Regions from separate parts of the Mus musculus genome. Here all the other regions are linked to region 3. The links are chromatin contacts, called in public Hi-C, HiCAR-type and promoter capture Hi-C maps. All regions are on one chromosome and are shown on one strand. The core of a region is the stretch at or near the end of the contact, and the rest is flanking DNA. Distances in the headings are between cores, read along the strand shown.

Evidence for each region. Promoter capture Hi-C pulls out the DNA fragments that hold promoters and counts their contacts. Hi-C and Micro-C count contacts between places; a contact is called where the count stands out from the background. HiCAR-type assays count read pairs that join an accessible place to other places.
Region 1: a contact with region 3 is called in a promoter capture Hi-C map of hippocampal neurons, with 2.8 times the contacts expected there. The contact joins the promoter of Rspo2 here to the promoter of Tmem74 in region 3. A contact is called at or near these places in 6 of 39 promoter capture datasets (cranial neural crest, hippocampal neurons, liver and 3 more) and 1 of 484 Hi-C or Micro-C datasets (cortical neurons).
Region 2: a HiCAR-type map of astrocytes shows a contact between it and region 3, with 3 times the contacts expected there. The contact joins the promoter of Eny2 here to the promoter of Tmem74 in region 3. A contact is called at or near these places in 8 of 39 promoter capture datasets (the 3T3-L1 cell line, cranial neural crest, embryonic stem cells and 3 more), 5 of 484 Hi-C or Micro-C datasets (the N1E-115 cell line, brain, cortical neurons and 1 more) and 7 of 115 datasets of contacts at active chromatin or transcription factors (astrocytes, embryonic fibroblasts, embryonic forebrain and 4 more).
Region 4: a Hi-C map of the N1E-115 cell line shows a contact between it and region 3, with 4 times the contacts expected there. The contact joins the enhancer-like site here to the promoter of Tmem74 in region 3. A contact is called at or near these places in 5 of 39 promoter capture datasets (the 3T3-L1 cell line, cranial neural crest, embryonic stem cells and 2 more), 2 of 484 Hi-C or Micro-C datasets (the N1E-115 cell line and embryonic stem cells) and 1 of 9 other capture datasets (adipose tissue).
Region 5: a Hi-C map of the N1E-115 cell line shows a contact between it and region 3, with 2.9 times the contacts expected there. The contact joins the promoter of Ebag9 here to the promoter of Tmem74 in region 3. A contact is called at or near these places in 1 of 39 promoter capture datasets (hippocampal neurons), 1 of 484 Hi-C or Micro-C datasets (the N1E-115 cell line) and 1 of 115 datasets of contacts at active chromatin or transcription factors (astrocytes).

The regions. Positions count from the first base shown.
Region 1 is chr15:43,169,481-43,172,259 of GRCm38.p6, forward strand. Rspo2 (R-spondin 2) reads right to left here and starts at 1,338. Exons shown (of 6, transcript NM_001357956.1): 1 at 892-1,338; 2 at 251-515. The coding sequence starts at 344.
Region 2 is chr15:44,426,726-44,429,425 of GRCm38.p6, forward strand. Eny2 (ENY2 transcription and export complex 2 subunit) reads left to right here and starts at 1,386. Exons shown (of 5, transcript NM_175009.3): 1 at 1,386-1,517. The coding sequence starts at 1,512. Nudcd1 (NudC domain containing 1) reads right to left here and starts at 1,582. Exons shown (of 10, transcript NM_001113554.1): 1 at 937-1,582. The coding sequence starts at 1,051.
Region 3 is chr15:43,868,605-43,871,304 of GRCm38.p6, forward strand. It overlaps Tmem74 (transmembrane protein 74), which reads right to left and starts at 1,425. Exons shown (of 2, transcript NM_175502.3): 1 at 1,307-1,425.
Region 4 is chr15:42,978,140-42,980,885 of GRCm38.p6, forward strand. The region is part of intron 1 of Gm46505 (a long non-coding RNA gene); the gene reads right to left. Among named protein-coding and RNA genes, the nearest start is that of Gm46505, 3.8 kb to the right of the region's middle. Within about 2 kb of position 1,407, at least 3 of the 459 cell types and tissues checked have an H3K27ac peak or open chromatin away from gene starts, as enhancers often do. A contact at or near this core is called in the N1E-115 cell line, where this site is marked.
Region 5 is chr15:44,618,027-44,620,726 of GRCm38.p6, forward strand. Ebag9 (estrogen receptor-binding fragment-associated gene 9) reads left to right here and starts at 1,414. Exons shown (of 7, transcript NM_001357691.1): 1 at 1,414-1,881.

The DNA of each region.
Region 1 (2,779 bases), core at 88-2,587, 700 kb before region 3:
TCCCTGGGCGCTTGCGGGAGGGAAGCCCAGCACATCAAGCTCCCAATGCTTCTAAGGTCCCATCGCACCCACTAGGGACAGAAGGAAGCTTTCTGTGGAGTTCTGTGACCCTGAGAATGGTCAGTGGTAGCCCACACAAAAACTGGGGTGCAGAGCACAGTCCTGTCCCTCGAGTCCCTAAAGCCTAAATGTGAATAAGCACTCCCACCCACTCAGGAACTCCACGCACCTTCAGCCGAGCGCGACCCACCTCGCTTATTGCGTCTCCATCGGTTGCCTTGGCACTGGCTGTAATCCATACAGTTCAGAATGATGAGGGCAAATGAGAAGAGGCAAAAACGCATCTGGACGGTCGGGCTGGGGAGAGACACCTCTCAAAAGTCGAGGAAATGACGGGCTCCTGGAAGGAGACAGTGCGGGTCGCGCTCCTAGGGAGGACTTAGAGACAGATGTCACTGCCCTGCGGCTGCAATGATCAATTTGGCTCGATGAGCATCTCTCCCTCCACGGTGAACCTGGGAGAGGAGGAAAAGAGAAGCTGGGTGGGTGGAGGACTGAGAGAACCCGGAGGAGGTACCTGCACCTTCGCGCCTCTTAGTTTAAAGAAAGGAGGGAGGGAGGACGCGAACTCACTGGCACGATCCACGCAGCAGTTTAACGCAGATGGCACAGCTGCAGGAGACTTGGAGAGGAAGGTGATTACAATCAGTGAATTAGCAACCTCTGCGGAGCACTGCCTTCTGACCCTGGAGAAAGGGCGTTGTGCGAGCTCTGCAGAAGGAAAGGCGCTCTAGAAGCAGCCGAGCGCAGGGCTTTCAAGGGGCGCTCTGAAGCCTTTCGCTCCCCGGATGGGCTATCCCAGCGCCCCAGCACCAGGTGTAGATCGCCTACCGTGCGCTCGCGTCTCTCGGGCTGCACGGCGTGCCTAGGCGCGGCGCTCCATGCCAGGCTCTGGAAGCGAGCCGGGCTGTTTGGTCAGCACGTGGGCTCGGAAAAAGTTTGCGGACACCCGCCGGGAGCTCTTGGCAGCTTTAGGATTCCGCCGGCTGCAGAAGGGTCCGCGGACCCCGAGGGTCCTCGGGGCTGGCGGCGCCTAGCAAAAGCGCGCGGCCGGGCAAGCGCGACCGCAGGCGCTGAGATGCTGGGTCTCCGCCTGCGAGAGCGATTCCTAGTCGAGGGGCGCGTCCACTCTCTTCTTGGTGTCCGGGTCCAGTCGCTGCTCCCAGGGCTCTCTCCACCACCACTTCGCAGCTGAAGTTTCTCGCTGCCTGAGCTAAGGGAGACAGAACACTGCCCGGAGGCCGAAGGGATGTAGCCAGCGCACTTTCCGATGGAGATGCAGACAAGCTAAGGCTCGGGATGCTTCTATAAGTAGGTGGTGCTGTGGTCCAAGACATCTAAAGCCAGGCTGCCTCAGAGTTCCTGGGTCCTAAAGCCAGAAACGCTCGGGTTTCCCTGAGGTCCTAAAGAGTACTGACGGCATGCAGAGAGCTTCGTGTAAGAAAAATAATGCTCACCCGGCTTTCCCAGAGGGATGGTCTAAACTGAAGAGCACCTAGGGTGAGCGATATGGCCTGCCCTTGCTGTTCACACCCAAGGTGTCCTCTCGGGAACAATGGAGTCGATTCCCACCTCACCAATTAGCCTTTCTCCAGAAGAATTTGATGGGGAACTGAAGGTACCTTCTACTTTCCTCCTGAGTGCCAGGATGAGACTGCTGCTTCTGAAAAAACACTTCAGCCTTTAAAAAAAAAAAAAAAACAAGAAGACAAACCTCTGCCCTTTTCCCAAAATTTAAATCCTAGCCCTGCTCTGAAGGCAGACGTCCCCAGAAATTGAAACGCATGCTCAGTTTAAGGAGTAAGTTTAGTATTTCCCATTGCCTTTACCTTTCCACACAGCTGTTTTTTTTCCTTTACTTTATTTTTTTCCCAACAGATTTCACAAACATATGTGATACTTTGCAATACTCAAAAAATTGGGAGCTTTCTTCTTCAGAAATCGAATGTTTACCACTAGTTTGTTTTGTTCTTAATCTTTACCCCTCCTTTGTTTCCCAAGGTCTGAATTAAACTTCAAATGCCCTGAGTTGGAGAACTACTTACTATATCACTCATTAAAAACATTAGGTGCTACCAATTTTAATCTAGTGAAATCGTCTGCCATACATTCACTGCTATTGGGAATAATGTATTTCCTCTTTGAACAGAAGATAAGAATCTATAATGTTAGACTTGGCAATATAGGGAAATAATGTATGTCTTCTTTGAGCAAAAGATAAGAATCTATAATATTAGACGTGGCAATATAGACGTCTCTTTAAATGTGTTACTAGGCACGTTGTTACTGTAGCTTTTTAGTGGCTGTTGGTTGGTTTTATTTTTGAGATTGGGTTGTAGCCCAGGCCAACCTGGAACTCATCCTAGTAAGGCTGACCTAGAATTCCCAATCCCTCTGCCTCCACCACCTAAGAGCTAGGATTACAAACACATGCCCAGCCCAGGCTCCTTAATAACATTTTGTACTATTTCAATTCTCCCTTTTGTTCCTTCAGTTTCTGCATGGGCTCAGAAATTTGAACTGAAGAATCATATAGAAGTAATGGGGGCTTTAATAGCCATGTTTATTAATCACTCCACTATTTGGCTGTGATATTTCTGTTCTAGGAATTGGGGTCCCTGAGAACGACTAAGTGAGCCAGAGTTGAAGTTACTGGTGCCGTTTCCTTGATAAGAAAATTGAGCCATGAGACTTGCCCACAGGGTGCAAACTTCTGACA
Region 2 (2,700 bases), core at 136-2,635, 560 kb after region 3:
TGAATCACAAAACAGGCCCACAACAATTACTTTTACACTTAAGAAACTTTAAAAACAAACAAACAAACAAACAAACAAAAAACCCAAGCATTTGTTGGTCTACTTGTTTATGTCTTTAATCCCAGCACAGAGGCAGCTGGTTATCTGTGAGTTCTGGGCCAGCCTGGGCTACAAAGCAAGTGCCAGGACAGTCAAGAATAGACTCCCTACAATCTAGATACAATCTAGAGAAAAGATACATAGATACATACATAAGTAACGCTTGATACTCAAACGTCGACTAACACCTCTAGATCACTATTTCTCAAAGTACAACCTATGGAAAACTTGTATCAAAATAAGAATCTGCAGAGACATGTATTTAAAAACACAAATCCCTGGACACTTTCCCTAACAAAACTACAATTCCTATGGTTGTAAAAAGGAGAATAGCCTCTAGGAAGTTACAGATAAATAAGTAGTAGCAGCAAGCAACAGTAAGCGCACTAAATCACTTGCCCTCAATAAATTGTAGCATGATCCAGGACCCGAGTATTTGAAACTGCTAACTGAATGTGGAAATTTTTCTCTCCCAAGAAATGATTCTGCGTCAGAAGGAAAAAGGGAGTTGGGGACTTTCCAAGGAGGTGTGGCTTCTCAGCGAACACGTTTACTAAAGGTAAGGTTTGGGAAGGAAGGACAACTTGAACCTTCAGAGCAGGAGCCAGAGATGTATGGGCGGAGAACATCCGAGCCTGAGCTGCGGACGCCTAGGCCAGCCCACAGTGCCGCGGCTAAGGCGCGGAAGGAAAGGGGGCATCCTCGGGTCCCCGCGTGGACGGCCGCTCTAGGTGCAGACCGGCAGGAGGTGGCTGGCTAGCCGGAGTGACAGAGGGTTGCGCCAATGGCAGCCTCAACAAGAAGGAACCGGGTGCGAGAGGGTGCCGCCGATCCCACCTGCATCAAGCTCCAGCTGGTAGCAGGGCAGCGGTTCGAGAGACAGCTTGTAGCCCTCGAAGCGGGGATCCAGCAGAGGTCTTTTCACCCGCAGAGAGCAATTGGCCGCCTCCATCGCGTTCCCCCGATCCCAGCAAGAGAATCAATAAAGCTCTTGTTGAAAGGTCCGCGCTTCACTCCTGGAACTGAGGCTGGGAAACGGCGTGGTTCCCATCCCAGACGACTCTGCGGCGCCACGTCTCTTCTGGGAAGTGTAGTGTCCATGAGAAATTTGGTTCTGTTGCAATGCTGGGAAATGTAGTTTTTTGATCCCTGAACCCACGTCAGCTAACAGACTCTGGACTTCCTTACCCAGAGGGCCGAGCGACCAGAAGGCGGCCCGCGCTAGTTGAATTCTCACATTATAGGCAGGGTGGCCAGATCCCGCCCCGGAAATGCGTGGTCTAGCTTTCTGTGTGCTTAGGTGCCCGAGCTACTGAGGGTCTAAGTCCGGGCAGCCGAAGAGTGTGGTAGGTAACGGTCGTCAGCGCAAGGGTCATTTCGTCGCTGGGAAGGGACGGCCCTCGCCCGCGGTGATGGTGGTGAGCTATGCCCGTGGTCCTCAGGGCCGGGACCCGGGCCCAGCCCAGGCTCCTTTCGATGTGCTGTCTTTCGTTAGCTTCCCCGACCCGCGCTCGCTCGCTCGCTCGCTCGCGGGCCTGTAGGGCTCTCCGACAGGGCGTGCTGCTGGAGTTGGCCGGGAGCCAGTCCCCGCTTTGTTTTCTGGCTCCTCCCCTCCCGCCTCTCCAGCTGTCTGCGCCGTGTTGCATTTTCCTAAAGAATGTCAGAACCGGGAGGGAGTCCCTAGCGCCCTGGTTTTACCAGTGAGAAAACTGAGGCCTTTAGGCATTAAGTGACTTGCCCAAGGTCACTATCCGTGATTTTAGGGGCCAAGACGAGACGAAGTTTTGCTGTTCTTGCTATGACACTGTCTAAACTTTTGCAGTTAATTTGGAAATGTTAAGCCCCAACTACAGAAGTAAAGCGTTGCCTAGTTATTAACCCTCTGTTCACCTGCTTCTTGCGCAGCCCAACTCTGAAAATTCTTTGTAGTCTGAATTTCCATACAGACAAGACGGAGAATTACAAAAGAAGATTCACACTAAGTAGGAAAACATTAACTTAAACCTGACTTTTAAATGGCAAAAATGCGCTCAAAAGTTAACCTTGCTTTTTTTTTTTTTCCCCTACACCTATTTTGGCATTGGTTGTCTGTTTTTTATTGAAAATGAAGAATTTCTCAAAGACTAGTTTGAAATTCGTTTTCTTACTTACCCTTCAGAAATAAGGATATGAAATCCAAAGCTAGGGTAGCAGTTGTAATTCTCCGTGAAGTTTATTGGGTAAAGCAAGCACATAGTCTTATTTCATTTTTCATAGTCGTATCTTTTATTAGTGTGCATGCTATGGCTTACCCAGAAATTGAATGCAGTTAAGATGCAGAAATGAACGCCAGTCAGATATTAGTGTACAATTAAATAAGGTGGGACTCCAAGTACCTGACTTCACATTCTGTCTCTGTGCCTCAGTGTTCTCATCTGTAAAATGGAATTGTGTCATTAGAGCAAATTTGGGGGTTAAATATTCTCAGTTTTAGGTACATAAGTGCTTAATGGTATTATAATAGTAGTTATTCCCTTTTTAAAAAGACAAAGAAAATAAACAATAAAGAGCTTATGAGGGAAGGGAATTGGGATACAGGAAATAGTACTAAGAATAATAATA
Region 3 (2,700 bases), core at 175-2,674:
ACCCAGCACAAGTAGGGTGAGGAGTGAGAAGCAATTTCCAAGGCTAGCCCTGAAACACTATCTATGGCACTCTCTCACCTCCACGTTACCAAGAGTCTTGATAAGATAGAATTCTGTGTTGAACAGTAAGCCATCTGCTCATCTTTCCTGCCTCTGCTAGCTTCCTGGGGGGAAAAAATTCATCCCCACTCTCATCAAATATAGGAGGTTTAGTCAAGAACTCCTTTTGCTTTTATTTCAATCCAGAGTTGTTTAATCCATGATTGGAAGGGTAAGAGTCAAAATCCCCAATTCCAGCAGCTGGTGACAGAGGTTCAAGCAAGCCTCCCTAAGACAGTCAGGCAACTCACAGAACGGAAAAGAACCTTGACATGGTCATGCTTCCTGCTGCACTTCAAGCTTGCCCCACCCGGTCCTGTGTACTAAAATTATAAAAAGAGCGACAACAAAAAGGAGAAAAACACAGTGCTAAGAGTAAGGAAACTGTAACCGAATCAGAGTTTTCTTTCATCATGTGGACAAGCCCCCACAGAAGGATCCTTCAATGATGGAAGCAATGGGAACCGGTTTCATCAATTACCGAAATCATCACAGATGGATCCCTGAGGCACGAGTCGCTCTGATTAACCTTTGGCACAATTAGCTAATCATATTAGACTCCTTTATATAAAACTGGCAGGATCCCCCACGAAACTTCCAATTTATAACAGAGCGGGAATATTCTCTCTCTCTCTCTCTCTCTCTCTCTCTCTCTTTCTCTCTCTCTCTCTCTCCTTTCTCATCGGCTCTATGCTAACTGTACTGTCGATTTGCAGATCCGTAATCCAGCATCAGTTTAGGATGGATAATCCCAGGGGACCGGCTAAAGGTATCTTCTTCCCTCCCCACAGCCCTCTCTCTGTTTAAAAGCCCATTTAATGAGATTGCACCTCCAAGGCAAGAGTACCGTTTTCCCTAGTCTGCTGTGCAATTAAAGGCAGTAAAATACAGGCAGAACAGATAGGAACAAGGCTGGTCTGCAGAAGACCGCGTAGGGTAGTGGGATACAGGATGCAGGATGAGCGCACTGGGTTTATAGGACCCGCTGCCAGCACTGGACAGGGGTGCCCCCAATAGGCTGCGGGATCAATCATTTCTCCCAGCAGACTCTTGGCCCATCAAGGCACCTGCAGTCTGGCTGCATCCGCTTAGGTCCTGCAGGCACCTCAAGCGGGAATGGGGATGCGTTCCCCGGCTCCTTTTATCTCCAAGCTCCGGTTCTTTCCACTCCGCGCGCTTCCTCCCCACCCCACTCTCTGCTACTCACCTTCTGCTTTGGCCACTCAGTAAAGCTGAAGCTGTGAACACTCGCGTCCGCATGGCACCCGGAGAAAGTCCGTTATTTCTAGCCACAGCACTTGTAGCCTGTGTTTGCCGCTGGGTTATGCTGGGTGGGCGGTGCCCGCCGAATCGGGCAGGGCGGGGCAGGGCGGGGCGGGGTGCTTCCTCTGCTGAGCATCCCGGGAGATGTAGTTCAGGGGAAGTCCTTGCATCTCTTCGTTCGCGTTGTCCAGCATCTCCAGGATTTTGCTCTTCTGGGAAACAGTTTCCTCCATCCAAGCATTTACCTGCCTGAGCTTCGAGCTCTGGCCTCTCTAAGGTGAGTGTGTCTCCCTTACATCCCCAGCCCACCATCCTCTCATCCACCTGCTTCTAGTGCAGCCACAGGATTCTGGAGGACTAGGGAACCAAGCAATACATTTACTTCCAACTGTGTGCCAAGCAAGTTGCATACTTTGTCATATTGAATAGTCAAAACACATTTTCAAAGTAGAAGATTTTTATCAATTTTCTTTTTTAAAATGAGGAAGAGGGCTCAGAGAGATTCATGGCTCCCTGCCTACAAAAGTTAGGAGATCAATAAATAGTAGCATTTGAAATCTTATCCAGGAGTGTGATTCCAAAGTCGTTGCCTTTCCCATAAAAGAGGAAGAATATGAACACTGAGAGTAACAGTGTCAGTTTCTCCCCTGTACTTACTGTTATATCTTGGATCTGTTGAATGTATTAATAAATTAAAAGTTGGGATCCTTTATTGACAGGGCCTTTCCTACACATTTTACTTAATTCATTCATTTTTAGAGGTATTGTGAAAGTCCTCAATTTTACAGAATATCTGAGCTGCAAAATGCCCAAACTTATGCCACTGATTCAGTAAGTTCTAAGCATTATGTTGTACTGACTGGGGGTAGGGGGCGAGAGCAGAGGGTAAGAGAGGGATCAGGTTTGGTAATGAAAATTGAAGATTGCCGCCACTCTTGAGATAGGACAAGCTAACACCTCCTTTACTCAAAGTAATATTCAGCAGCACATCTTGGAAATAATGTGTTTGTGGATCATCTCCAGGTGTGATTTTTGAGACCATTGATTGATTCCATCCAAGAAACATAAGATTACAGTATCCATGCCATTTTCTGCTTGCAAGTAGCTCACATAAATGCTGCGGTCACACTTGAGAGACAGATTAGCTTCTTAAAGTGACACAGCAAATGATAATACCTTTTTTTTTATTCACAAACATTTTTAAAAGTCAATCTCTTGGTTCTTATTTCTTCTCTGGCTCACTATACTATATGACGGAGAATGTATTTTCTCTGTTTCTTGATTCCAGCCAGCCTTCAAAGACACACTTGCCAACCTTATTTATGAAGGACCCTCTCA
Region 4 (2,746 bases), core at 157-2,656, 890 kb before region 3:
TGGTTCCCTGTTCCACATGCTTTCAGGTTTCCTGTTTATTCTGTTCGCACTTACTATTCTCAAGGACAACTTTCTGTTTAAGATCTGTCCTTTAGCTTGCGCTGAGAGTCGCGAAGACTAAAACTGGCATATAGAGACTCTTTACTTTTGCCTCATATACAAATCAACTCGGCTTATTTTACTCTCTCCATTGATATCCTACCCTACATCATTCTTGGCGCCCACTGAGACAACTCAAACAGCATCTTTTCCTGTCTCACTGCCTTGCCTTGTTTCTTCCAATCCACAGAGAAGTCACACTGACCTTATATCCCCTCCTTGCACAAAAGGGGTGCTACGTCCTTTTGCAGCTTCACACCTGACCAGCATCTACCACTGTCATCTCAGTACTCAAGCCTTTTGCCTCACACCAGCTCCAGACACACCAGCTTCTTTTCTGATCTTCTCTGTTTTACCACCTCTGCTCATGCTGCTCACGATCTTCTTGCCTCAGATTCTCTAGTGCTTGGATTTCCTGTAGGCACACCACTCCTAGTTCATTAATTTGTTCTGAAAGTCTAAAAATAGCATTGCTATCCTGTTGGTTTATTTTTACTTAAAATCAAGTCTCCTGCCATGCAGCTTAATCATATATTTTGTCAAAGTATTTGACATCCCAGAAGATGTTCTTACACACACTAAAAATTCTGACTCTTCCATAGGCATATACCCAAAGCCAATCAGTAGAAGCTCCTGGGTCCCTTGTGGATTATTGCAAACTCATTATGTAGAAATTGCAATAACAAAGACATTGACCCTAAAGTGCCCAGGAAAGTGGCATACTTCCATTTGTGTCTTGCAGCCTCTCTGGGCTCTGCCTATAATGCAATCATGTTTACATAAGGATTAGTTCTAGTGACAAGTGTCTGGGTTTTCATTTAGGGCTGAACAGGACTCACTCCACCACAAAGAACCACTGGATCATAGAGAGTGTGTTCTTTTAATTTTCTTCCATAAACAGACAAAAATTGAAATCAGCTGTCAGCAAAGTCCAAATTAAAGAGCTGAGCATCAGAGTCACCACTGAATCGAGATCAGTTTTTAGGCTGGAGTAGTGGGGGTTTAGATTTTTGAATTTCCAATAAAAATATATTGTTAGGTACAAAGTGAAGATTTCATTTTAACTGGGGTTTAAATACACTGTGCATTGTTTGCTTTTCAAAAATTGAATTTAGCTTGAAACTAATATCATTCAAAAAAAAACAGACCTTCCCTTGCTTAAATGTTGTACATGATCTCAAAGCATAATGCAATAAATGTGCAATTCCTCACCATCCCTAATATGATTATAGCGGATACAGCTCCGTCTGCTCAGCTTGCAGGCTGTGACTCTCCTTGATGTGGCTCAGAATAAACTGCTAATGCTTCTAATGATTTCAATGATTACTCTAATTCTGTCCTAGCAGGGTTTTCTTTCTTTCATTGTTTCACAGTGACATTGATGCTGAGAACATGTCCATCCGCTATGACAATACTTTGCAACTGTGATTAGAATGTAAGCAAAATGTTCAGCTTGGAACTTCAGATAATTCAATAAATAGGATACAAATTATTCATGTCTATTAAGGTAAACGTAGACATCTGTGGTTATGTGCAATGCTGGGTAATTAGGTTATCATAGGCATGAATGTAATTAGGGGACAATGTGGCATGGTAGGGAAAGCAATCCTAGTTGTAAGTCAGATCAGGATCTGAATTGTGACATACCTTCCCAAGAGTGCAGTATTAATGTTTTTGAATTTTAATTCTATTTTTAAAATAGGTACATTAATATTTCATATGGTTGTTTTAAATGTGTAATTTGATCGTGTACATTACATGCTTACCATGAAGACATGCCTATTGAAAGTTCTCAACTATACAATTGTTCTAACAATTTCACCAGTTAAACTCAGCAACAGATTGTTCAGTTTGCTATGTGTCCAGCTCTAAGAGCTACAAAAAAACAGTATGAAATAATGTTCATGGCTTGAAAGTCTAGTTGTTAGCTTTAATTTTGGCAACTCTAGTTCCTGAAACAAGCAATTTGTTACAAGTTGGGAAAGGCCTGCATAGAGAGGAAGGAAGATGAGAGCTATAAGGGGCTAGAGAAGAAGAGAACAATGTAGCAGGATATCTGATCATACTGTGAACCTCCAGATTGTACACTGGAAAAATCTCTAGGTGTGGTGTGGCTCAGCCCTAGAACACACCTTTAATCAAAGAGCTTATTGTAAAGAAGATTGAATAAAGTCAACCATACGTCAAGAGGCAGAGCAAATAATCAGTTGACATAGGGATGGGGAAAGGAAGCACAAAATGTGAGAGGAAATCAGGAGAACAGATAATGAGATGCACAGGAAGTAGAAAGGAGGGACATTTGGCTTGGAGGGTTTTAAAGGGAGTATGGAAAAGAACTGTTGTTGTTGTTGTTGGTGGTGGTGGTGGTGGTGGTGGTGGTGGTGGTTTGGTTTGGTTTGGTTTGGTTTGGTTTGGTTTGGTTTGGTTTGGTTTGGTTCGGTTTGGTTTGGTTTGGGTATTTTCCCCTTCTGGGTTGAAGAAGGTTAGCTCGTTTTTTTCTCTGCCTCTCTGGACTAACAGGCTTTCATCAAAGCATCCTGAGTCTTCATTTGGTAAAACCAAATGTTTGGGATTTCGTTTTAAAAACAGCAATAATGATTAAATATAACTAATACTGTATTTTATTAAAAGACATGTGAATGCGTTC
Region 5 (2,700 bases), core at 164-2,663, 750 kb after region 3:
GTAGAATATTTCAGGTTACATGGATAGACGAATCATGGTGAGAGAACAAAGGCAGCTGAATCTTTAAAAAGGAATAGGAAGGAAAGGCTAGTTGAGGAAGAATTTGAAAAAACTGCTTTCAACTTTTCGATATATCATAAACACAAATATATGTACACACACACACACACACACACACTCCCTTGCCAGCCACTTCCTAATAGTAGCTTCTTAAGAATTCTTAGTCCAACAGAACAATAAACTCGGATTTTTACAAGCACACAAGATAGAAAAAGAAAAGAAAACATGAAAAGAATATGCTTGTGTACATACATACATACATATGTATGTATAAACGTAGAAGTGAAACTGTCTAGAAGAACAAGGATCTATCAGCGGTGGGAGGAAAAAAAGGGGGTAGGAGGTTGTATCTGTTCAAGTTACAATGTTTCCTTAAATGAAAGCATTTTTATGGAACAAAGTAACATGTACAATAAAAAATAAAAACCAAAAGTCAATCAAACAGCAGAAAAATATCCGATTGCAAGAGAGAACCCCAAAAAGACAAGAGCTGGGTAAAAAGGCTAGCCCCTGATGCAGGATATAAGGAGGGACCTAGAAGAATCACCCGCCTTACTTTCAGTTAAAAACTGGACTAAGATTTAAACAGAGCCAGATAAATTCTGAAAGAGACGTGTAAACGTCTCAGGTCCAGCAGTAATTGGGGTCTGTCCTAGTCACACCCAAATCATTTTGAGACAGAGAGGCTTCGCCAATGTTTCACAATCTAGATGCAGTTTCGCCTTGGCCCCATCTAGCAGACAGGTTTAAGGATGGAACAGGAGACTTGGTCACAGGCGAGACACTAATCTACAAAGGAGGAAAGGAAAACAACTTGGCAGGAGCCCAGTTGCTCCAGGACAAAAAAAAACCCAACACACTACTATTAACAAAAGGCCAAAGCAGTTGCACTGTCCCGACTAACCACGCCCCTATGCACTCATTGGCTTGCGACTTGCACGTCAATGACGTATCTATCCTCTATTGGGCCAGAAGTACGAGAGGCAGAGTGCGGAAGCCAGAGCCTGGAGACAGGGTCTGGGCGGGGAAACGGGCGGGGCCAGGGCGGAGCTAGGGCGGGGTCCGGGCGGGTTTTTGGAGAAGGGGCGGCCATGGCGGCTGCGCGGCGGCCACGGCGGCTGCGACGGAGCGCGCGCCCGGCTTTGAATGAGCGGAGCTGGGACTGAGCTGGCGGAGCGCGAGCTCGAGGCAGACAGCGGCTGTGCGCGCGCGCGCCTCGTGAGCGCGCGTGGCCCGCGGCAGCTCGGAGCCTCCGCCGGGCGGGCGGGGAGGGGGAGGGGCAGGTGAGTGTGTGCGGCCTGCGCGCGCCCGCGAGGGGCTTTTTCTCTACCCACCCGCCTCCTGACCCGGTCCGGCCTGCGGCTGGTGGCCGCGCTTCCCGGTCACCCTCTGGGTCGCCCCGTACTTCCTGCCCTCCCGCCTTTCTCTTCGGCCCTCTACCTCGACCTCCCACTCGCCGAGCCACCACTCTGGGGTACTGTTTCCGGGTCAGGGTGACCTGTGGGGAGAGCCGAGCGTGGCTTGGAACCGGCTCGTCCCTGTCCCCTCGCTATGCTGCGGTCCCGCACGGGCGTCCCGCCTGGGAGCTGCCGACCCGGAAAAACCCCACGTTCAGTCTTTCCCAAGGGCAATGTGCCGCCTTCCTGCCCTCCTCTACGGGCCTCGCACCTCTCGGGGCCGATCTGCCCAACATCCAAACCCCATCCCACCCGGCTCCCACCTTCAGCAGTTTAGAACGCCTCACATGCCGCCCGCCACCGGGCGTGGGATTGCGTAACCAGAAAGCTCGCGTGTGTGTTGTTTTGCTCATCTGTGCAGTGGGTATGATTTTTTTTTTTTCCGCCAGCAAGTTCTAGGTGGGTAATCTGAAAGTGAAAATTATTTTAGTTATGAGACTCACCGTTGAGTCATTCAGAAGATCTTAACCCACCTTGGTTAACTAACAGTCCCCGGGGTGTCAAATTCGAAGGCCTGATGGTACAGAATGTTCGGTTTTTACCACCAGCTTTCCAAAACTGCACTTCTGCTTTTGCTTACATGCCTCCGGTGTTGACCCTTCCTTGTCATGTTTGAGTTCAGGTAGATTTTTATTTGGGAGCTTTATGATATTTAACTTTAGCGAGTCACAGACCTAATTTGAGTATATTCTGTGCTTTCGTAGGTCGTGGGACTTTCAAGTAATTGTATAGACTTAGAAATGCAGGATTAGGACAGCATTTGATGACTCGTTTAATGAGTATCACCTGGCTTGGCTTAATGAATTATAGTTTAATTGATGTATACTCCAGGATCTGAAGAAATTGAGCACAAGGACAGATTGACCACGTCATGCAGGATTCTTTTTCTTTATGCCTTCCTCCCTTATAGGGAAATCTTTCTTAGTTGTCACAACAGAGCTCTTCTTCCTATTGTTTAATTGGAAATGCCATTTCTTCAAAATTATTTCTCTGGCATAAAGTTTCTGCATTTTCTTAGTCATTTTCGTTTTTAAAATTTGAGTATTTTGGTAGGTTATTTCAATATTGTCCAGTTCTAGAAAGCATTTTAAAACACCCAAATTGCAAAGTAGCTCCAAGTAAGTGTTTTCCTAATTGAGAATCTATAGGTGTTTTAGAAATCAGACTGTAGTGATATGTATAA